3 separate regions of the Mus musculus genome follow, and all the other regions are linked to region 2. The links are chromatin contacts, called in public Hi-C maps. All regions are on one chromosome and are shown on one strand. The core of a region is the stretch at or near the end of the contact, and the rest is flanking DNA. Distances in the headings are between cores, read along the strand shown. Region 1 has its middle 31 kb from the start of Gm36464. Region 2 has its middle 15 kb from the start of Gm30483. Region 3 has its middle 21 kb from the start of Gm36656.

Evidence for each region. A called contact is a pair of places that touch in the nucleus more often than the background predicts.
Region 1: a Hi-C map of muscle stem cells shows a contact between it and region 2, with 4 times the contacts expected there. The contact joins two enhancer-like sites. A contact is called at or near these places in 1 of 15 datasets of contacts at CTCF or cohesin (embryonic stem cells), 40 of 484 Hi-C or Micro-C datasets (the C2C12 cell line, cardiomyocytes, cerebellar granule neurons and 16 more) and 12 of 115 datasets of contacts at active chromatin or transcription factors (SST interneurons, astrocytes, craniofacial prominence and 9 more).
Region 3: a contact with region 2 is called in a Hi-C map of cerebellum, with 3 times the contacts expected there. The contact joins two enhancer-like sites. A contact is called at or near these places in 2 of 484 Hi-C or Micro-C datasets (cerebellum and nephron progenitors), 3 of 115 datasets of contacts at active chromatin or transcription factors (embryonic basal ganglia, embryonic hindbrain and neural tube) and 1 of 9 other capture datasets (embryonic stem cells).

What each region holds. Positions count from the first base shown.
Region 1 is chr7:36,974,264-36,976,963 of GRCm38.p6, reverse strand. No RefSeq gene overlaps it. Among named protein-coding and RNA genes, the nearest start is that of Gm36464, 31 kb to the right of the region's middle. Within about 2 kb of position 1,268, at least 11 of the 459 cell types and tissues checked have an H3K27ac peak or open chromatin away from gene starts, as enhancers often do. A contact at or near this core is called in muscle stem cells, where this site is marked.
Region 2 is chr7:37,341,892-37,344,591 of GRCm38.p6, reverse strand. It overlaps a transcript of Zfp536 not described here. Among named protein-coding and RNA genes, the nearest start is that of Gm30483, 15 kb to the right of the region's middle. Within about 2 kb of position 1,406, at least 28 of the 459 cell types and tissues checked have an H3K27ac peak or open chromatin away from gene starts, as enhancers often do. A contact at or near this core is called in cerebellum and muscle stem cells, where this site is marked.
Region 3 is chr7:36,891,836-36,894,535 of GRCm38.p6, reverse strand. No RefSeq gene overlaps it. Among named protein-coding and RNA genes, the nearest start is that of Gm36656, 21 kb to the left of the region's middle. Within about 2 kb of position 1,350, at least 13 of the 459 cell types and tissues checked have an H3K27ac peak or open chromatin away from gene starts, as enhancers often do. A contact at or near this core is called in cerebellum, where this site is marked.

The DNA of each region.
Region 1 (2,700 bases), core at 19-2,518, 370 kb after region 2:
GTATGTGTGTTTGAATAGAAAGATGGGGTGGTGGTGGTGCATGTATGTATGTATGTATGGATATGTGTATGTACATGGACTGATGAATGAGTGTTTAGATGGATGGGTGTGTGTGTGTGTGTGTGTGTGTGTGTCTGTAGTTGGATGATAAGTGTATAGATGAGTTTGGATGCATGCATGCATGCGTATGTAGATTGGTGGATAGATAATGTGTTTGGATAAATAAGTGGAGGGCTAAATCCATGGACCACCCAAATTCAACCAGCAAGCCAGCCCTCTGGCATGCTGCACTCTCCTGGAAAATAGGAGGGAACTCTTGAACTAATGATGGCCCATGTATTTTAACCAGTTTATGGCCTGGCACCCTTGAGCATCTATAATCCAGTGCGGTGGCTGCCAGCAGAGAATCCACCAGGGCTCATTTGCCAAGCTACAATGGATCCTGGGAGCTGACCTCGTAGGAGAGAAGTCAATGACAGGGCCTGTCCATGAGTCACTGTCCTTCGACACTGTCTGGCCAGTTTTTCTTTAGAAATCAGCTACTAGAAGAAATGAAAGTTGTGCTCGCAGGCTCCCCCCACCCACCCCACCCCGAGTTGGTGACAAAAAGAAACATCATCAGAACTCCAAAACTGGTTTTCTAGAAATACTTTCTTGAAACCCAGAGTGGACGGTCTTCTAGTCAGGTTTGGTACCTAGTTCCCATCACTTCTCAGGATATCAGATTGGAAATGGCCTTTATCACTGTGGGATGTTTAGAGATGAAAAAATTCATGTACTGCTGCTTTCAAAGCACCTTACTTATTTGATGCTTACTGACCCCTGACCGAGACTCCTACACACTTTCCTTCCCAGACAGAACAAAGAATCCTGGAATCTCTGAACTACAATGACCAGTACCCAACTCATTGTTGGTGCTGGATTGCAAAAATGTGCATGCTATCCTTGCCCTGGCCTAGGGGCAAAGCCTTTGCTTAAATTCTGGGAATGGAGGAGAAGAATTCCCTCCTGCCCTGAACTAAGCAAGCAGCTGTCACACTTCTGTTGGAAGGTTGCTAAAGGAAGTCTTCACAAGCCAGAGAGGAAAGGAGGGACCTCGGAGAGCCCTGAGAACTTCCCTCTGTGTCCTGTATATGCCCCACACTCCAGTTCCACAGTGTGTGTCCCAGAATGCATTGCAGTCTCCATAGCTTCACCCCTTTGCCTAGTTGCCTGTGCCTGAAATACCCCCTTTTCCCCCTGTCCAAACCCTCGGTCCACGGAGCTCTTCATCACTTCCAACACTAGAGGTCATCTGTCCCTTCTCTAGGGGTGGGATAGTAACTAAACACTCCCGGCTCCTCACCAGCTCAGCCTCTTCTTCCAGGGTTTTGTTTTTGGCATTTGTTTGATTGTTTGGTTGATTGGTTTTGTTCATTTTTGCTTTTTTTTGTTTGTCGTGTTTGTTTTTGTTTGTTTCTGGGAAGGGACAGAGCATGCCATCCTGGCAGGTCAGCGGGGCGGGGCGGGGCGGGGCGGGCGGTGGGGGCGGGGCGTTGTTCTTCAGCATGTATTGAGCACTTGCGGTATGCAACTTGATGTTCTGAGTATACAAGGGTTTACTCAGAAAAAAGGTCTCTTCAGGATGACTGCATGGATGTGTGTGAGACTTGTCACCACACATGGCTCTGTAATTACAGTGACATCTCGCTGGTAAAAGCTCTGATTTTACTGTCTTAAAACTCTTAATAATTTTAAACATCAGAGTCTATATTTTTACCTTGTAAAAATCATCAAATAAACTTAGTATCTTTTATCTTTTCATTAAAAATATTTATTAGTATTATTAGTATTAAGATCTTAAATTCCAGGACCAGCGAAGATGGTGACAGAATCAGTTCCATAAGTGAAATAAGCTGCGTGTACGGTCAGGTGACTGGGAAAGGGCCCAGGCTTTTGTTATTATCTGGAGGTGTGAGCTGCTGGACGCGCTGCCCTTCCCTTCCTGGAAAATGAAGAGGTCTGGAAGTAGGGATCCTGTTAGCCCTCCCAAGCCAGCAGGAGAGGAAGGAATAACCTAAGACGGGCACTGGTCTAGCCACCTCTTGTAGGCTGCGCCCCAGATTCATCATGCTTAAGGTCCTTTATCCTTCCTGTTTCCCACTCATGCCTCACAAGTGACTCTAGAAAAGGCCTCTAGGTGAACTTCAGACAATCGCCACCAGGGAGCGTCTCAGCTGCTGGGGACAGCATTAGGGTCTTTTTCCTTTCTGTCTCTGTCTGTCTCTGTCTCTGTCTGTCTCTGTCTCTCTCTCCTCTCTCCCTCCCCCTTCCCTCCCTTCCTCCTTTCCATCCTCCCTTCCTCTCTCCCTCCCATCCTTCCTTCCTTCCTCCCTCCCTCCTTTTTTCCTTTTTTTTTTTTTTTTTTTTGAGATGGGGTTAAAGGGTAGGCCCTGACTAGGCATATAGCAGGCTGGCCTCAGACATACAGAGATCCATCGGCCTTGGTTGCCTCTCAAGTGGATCTGCTACCATGCCCAGCTGGTCTTGGAAGCTTTGGTGTAGATGCTATGGTCTCGATGGCCTGAGGACTGGGGACAAGGCACCCTGTAAGCCTTCTCCACTCAGGCCTCCACTCCATTAGGGTAATAGGCTTGTGTCTGTCTGCTGCCTCCTTCCCCTCCTGCATGGGATAAGCTGCTGGAGACTGAATTGCAAAAG
Region 2 (2,700 bases), core at 157-2,656:
GCCCTCTCTTAGCCTCTTCTGTGCTGCTGGGTGTTTCTGCAGAGCAAGGAGGCAGGGGCACCTGGGACTCTTTCAAAGGGAGCTCTCTCATTAGTGTATGTCCCGAGTGAGATTGTATAGGCTCATACACACAGAATTCTGGCATTTTCTGCAGCCTGTCTCTTTTCAGACTGGGCATGGGGAGCACTCTGAAATAGACAGGAAAGAGGGAAGAGACAGGCAGGGAAGTGATACATTTGTTAGCCACGTAATGATTGAAAACCAAACCAAACCAAACCAACCACCCCGCCCCCCGGTCCCACAAACGCTGTAGAAATGGCTCCTCAGATCTCCAGCTTCAATATGGATTTATTTTTATTACATAAATACATCACTGTGGTATTGTATTTTAAAGAAATAGCGCCCTGCGCCAGGGCAGCAAAAGTTGCTGGACGCTGTGCCCGGTGGGGCCGCCACTGTGGCTCTTGGCCTTCCCTGAGGCCTGGATCCCCGTCTACCGTGCCACCTGCCCTGCCACCTCAACATTCTTTCTAAGATGCCAAGTTTCTGCGGCTCCTGGAGCACCACTCTCCTTTGTTCTGAGGACTCTCTCCACGAGGAGGCCAACTGCGTCTTTACAAAGAAACTAAGGGGCAGGATCTGAACCTATGTGGGAACGCAGGGGCCCCCCCAGCAGGTGGCCGCGCATGCGCTGAGGCAGAAGCCAGGGAAAGTTTGTGCTTTTTGCTGTGATTACTGTCCCCCAAGCCTCTGCTCACTGAGGGGTTCTGAGCTCACACACCCCCCCCTGCTTCCCCGGCACACTCCGGTTTCTTAGCTCCTGCAATTAGATCCCGACTAAGGCAGGCACACCCCACGTTATTCACTGGGGGAGCTCTGAGAAGATCACTTCAGGAGTCTGAGCTGTCCCTAAGGGACTCATTTCACAGAGACCAGCCTCCCCCCACCCCCCAATGCCCAGGAATCCACTCTTCACTTTTTCTTTTTCTTTCTTTCTTTCTTTTTTCTTTTCTTTTCTTTTTTTGGGGGGGGGACCAACTCTTCCTTTTCCCTGAAGGTGGCAGTAAAGGAAAAAAATGAGCCTCTTTGAAGAGTTGGGAATTTTATTACAAAACAGATGGCGAACTGGGCATCCCCGTTGTCCCCCCCCCCCATGTGCCCGAAAGCCTTGGTAAAGGAAGCTATAGCCCCTCAGAGTGGTGTTCGCAGGATTGCTCCCCTCGCATAGTGGCAGCGTGGTAAGTCAGCCCAGAGCTGATGACCACGGGCTCAGCCGGCCTCCTCGTGCCCCCCTTAGTCCCTTACCAGGATAATTGAGGACCATAATGCGGGGGGAAGAGCGCAGAGGCTCCCGCGGGCTGTCAGGTATCTGCTAGTGTCTTCATGTCATCCGTCAGCATTGAGCCTCTCTGTCATCTCTTCTCAGCCTTCAGCGCCGTGAGCCCTCACCACGTTCATTATCTCGGCTCAGGCCGGCCCTCCCCCCGGCTCCCCCCACCGGGTAAATGCATCTTTGTGCAACTCTCAGTCTCCGATTATGAATCGATGATCATGTGGTATAAGAGAGATAGATGGCTTTTAGTCGCATCTTGGCTTCCCTAATTGTAAAATATTAGTTACATTACACTGTGTCTTTTGATTAATGGAACTTATTTGGAGTAGCCTATCCGAACCCTCCCCCTTCCACAGCCCTCCACTGACTTTTGAGAATTGAGTGATCTCACTTAAAGCAGACAAATAGGCCCTTCAGTGAGGAGACAGCGGCGCTGCGATACTGAGGGCCAGACAGGCTCTGCAGACAAAGTCCTGTGTTCCCGAGAAAGGCTTCAGCCTCGCTAACGCCAGCCTCACACCTCTGATCCGCCCTGGACAGCGAGTTTCTCCTTCTGTGTCATTTCCCCCTCTTGGCAAACAAAACCCATCTTGCTGACTTGCAAAACAGGATGTGAAACAAAATTTAATTAAAATTAAATAAATCGCAGATTGCCGAATCGCCACGTCCAGCTTTCAAGGAGACAGTCAAATCTGAACTTTGATGGATTTCAGTCCTGGCTATGCCAGGGGGCTCCCTTCTTCCTGGATGGCATGTGGCTTCAAATCAGCCTCGTGTCCATCACATTAGACATGGGAAGATGTTTGTTCTTTAACTGGGAATTTAGTTTGCACAATTTATTTAAATATGATCTGTTGATAAAGCCTTTGCCACATAAAAGGGAAAATAGTGGCTATATCTGTTTATTAGTTGCTTGCTCTTAGCCACCAGGCTTTGGGGTGATAGATCCCTCATAAATAACCTATTCTTTAGTAGAAATCCAAGGCCATATTCACTTCAACTTATCAGCTCAATTCAAAAGGTCTATTTCTTGTCAATGGGTGCAATGTCTATATCTTGGGAATCAGGAAGGCTTCGCAAACGCCTAAAAGACGCCACAGATCGGAACTCCAGCATGCATTCTGGTGGGGCATTTTGAGGACACATGCTATATAGAATGCATGCAAGTATTCATATCTATTCTTAGTTTTACAGGAGCTGCTTTGTATTTTATTCTGACCTTTGGGTTTTTCTTTTTTTTACTTTTATTCATATATATACATATATATATTTTTTTTCAGACACTGACACTTCTTGTGTTTCCTGGGGACATGCTATTTCATTTAACAGACTTGTAGCAAAAGATTGATTTTATTATGTGTATAGAA
Region 3 (2,700 bases), core at 101-2,600, 450 kb after region 2:
TTTCCTGGCACACTCTCTCTGCTTCTTGGCTGCCATAAAGCAAGCAGCTTTGCATTAGTACGCCTTTCTGCCATGAGCCTCAGCCTTGTCTCTAAATGTGAGTCCTTTAAGTTGCTTCCTATGGATATCGGTTGCAGCAATGAAAAAATGTCTAATAGCCACTGGAGTTAAGGTTTTGTTTTGGTTTTGGGTTTGGGTTTTTTACCTGTGCAGGAGATAGTATCCAGTATCACTGACCCCTAATTAACACCCCAAACCCAGGATTGGATTCACCAATAGAACCGAGGATCAAAATTTCAACACATAAGTACTCAGAATAGACTAGGCGAGGTGCTTAACGCATGACAGCAACTTAGAGGGAGCGTCAGAAAACAGCAAGTCCTGACTCATGCTGACTCTTTCCTAACTCATTTTGTAGAACTTTGTGCCCCATTGCTGACTGGACTGTGTTCAAGGGACTAATCCCGGCCCTCAGAGACATTTTGGACATCTTCTTTCCCATACACAATTCCATAGGATTCAAATCTTTATACCATCTCTGGACAGCTGATACTTCCAAAATCTCTCTCCCTTCATCAGCACAGAAGCATCCTACTGTAGAGTCTACCTTTTTTTTTCTGGGAAAATGTGTGTTGGCCTCTCACGAGAACTGGGGAACCAGCAGGGTGACACATGACACTCATCCTAGTACTCAGAACACTGCAGAGAGGCATCGCAAGTTCAAGGGAACCTGAGCTACTCCGTGAGTTTGAAGCCAGCCTGAGATACATAGTCCTAGTTTCCGATAGATAGATAGATAGATAGATAGATAGATAGATAGATAGATAGATAGATAGATAGATAGATATTATAGATAGATAGGTATTACACACAGAGAGAGAAGATAGATAGTCTAGATGTAACTCAAGCTTAGGTAATAGAACACAGTATCCCATGTACAAAGCTCGAATCTCATTCCAATCAAGACAGAGGATGCAGCATGGAGGAAAAGCCAAGAAAGGAGAGGTTTATAGGGCTGAGTCCTCACCAGACAGTAGATTCTGCATAGGCCCCTAAGCAGATCCCAGCCACAGAGACCAGTGGGACACAGTGGGGAAAACTTTGCCATCTCTTTCAGCCAACATACAGGGTCTGTCTGAGAATGGGACAGTGGATTCACCCACTCCTCCAGCAGCCAGAGTACGTGGGAATGGACAGAAGATCCAGCTAGGTGGGAGGGAGACAGACATCTCGTGCCTGCCACCAGCCCACCCAAGCAGGTCCCAGCTTCCCTGCCTGTAATAACAGCCCCCACAACACAAGAGCAGCAGCTAGCAACATGCGGTTCTGGCACTCAGGCAGAGTGGATTACCAGGGCCTTTCGAGGCAGGGGAAGGGAAGAGAAGGAGCGAGAGACAGGAGACCACACAGGGAGACCGTGCACAGAGCCCGCCGCAGCCATCTGCCACGACTTCACATGCCGCTCCAGAAACTGACAGACACCGCTTTAGCAAAGCCCAGCCCGTCAGATGAGTCAATCAATCAAAAAAATTCTTATGAAACTTAATCATAGAGGGTCGTGTTAGGGAGTGGGGAACAGATTAAATTACCACGGTATTAGATACGGGAAATGATTTCTGTCAAAACCATCTTTACTGCAATTATAATATGTTAATTATGTATTTCATTAAGTAAGTGGATTAGAGTCTGCACAGATGAAATCACGTGGAGGCTTTGAGTCATTTGCTGAGCGTGGTGGGAGGACTCCTGTGAACGGAACCCGGTTAATTTGGAAAACTTTCACAAGCAAAACATGATTCCTTTCCAGCTTTAGTGGTCCTTTCAACATCCCTATGAAGTAGCTACATGGCTCTGGACAGGACTCCTTCTACATTGCTCCATGGACCTCTGAGTGGGCAGAGTGATGCTCATAGCCTTAGAAGATATGGACACCTATAATACCTTGCTTGTCTATTGACAGCATCCTTAAATCCTTGTGTTGACTGCTGCTGATGGGCAATTGATGCTTCAGGGAATAATCACCGTGGCTAAGCCAGTGCCTGGCATCCATTCGTATCTGTGGGCATCCAGGTATGTGCCTCCCTTTCCCATTCAACCACCATCTATGAGGAAGGGAGCTTTCATGAGATTTCACTGTAATATACCACCAGACAAGATGGTTTACACTCCATTGGGCAGACACACCAGATGTGTTCTAACATATTTGAAGCCAACTCATTTAGTCCTCTTTTCCACTGGGTCCTCCTGGGATGCTTAGGCCATACAGATGGGCAGGATATTTGTTTTAAACTTTTATTATGTTTTACTGCATGTGTGTGTGTGTGTGTGTGTGTGTGTGTGTGTGTGTGTGTGTGTGTGCGTGTGTGAGTGCATGTGTGTGTATATAATATACATATACATATCTCACAGGACAATTCACAGGAGTCGATTCCTTCTGCTGCATGAGTCCTGAGGATCGAACTCAAGTCATCAAGCTTGGTGGCAAGCTCCTTCACCCATGGAGCCATCTCACTGACCTAATTCTTCTACTTTGTTGTCTGCTTTCTAGGAACCATGGCTTCCATGTCTGCATCACACAAATGGCTGAAGGTGCAATTTTACTGCTGAAGTTCCCTTGAGAAAGCGTGTTGATATCATCTCTCCACACATGGACCCTGACTTTTCTGTATCTACTGAACCTCAGAATTAATTTGCCAAGGG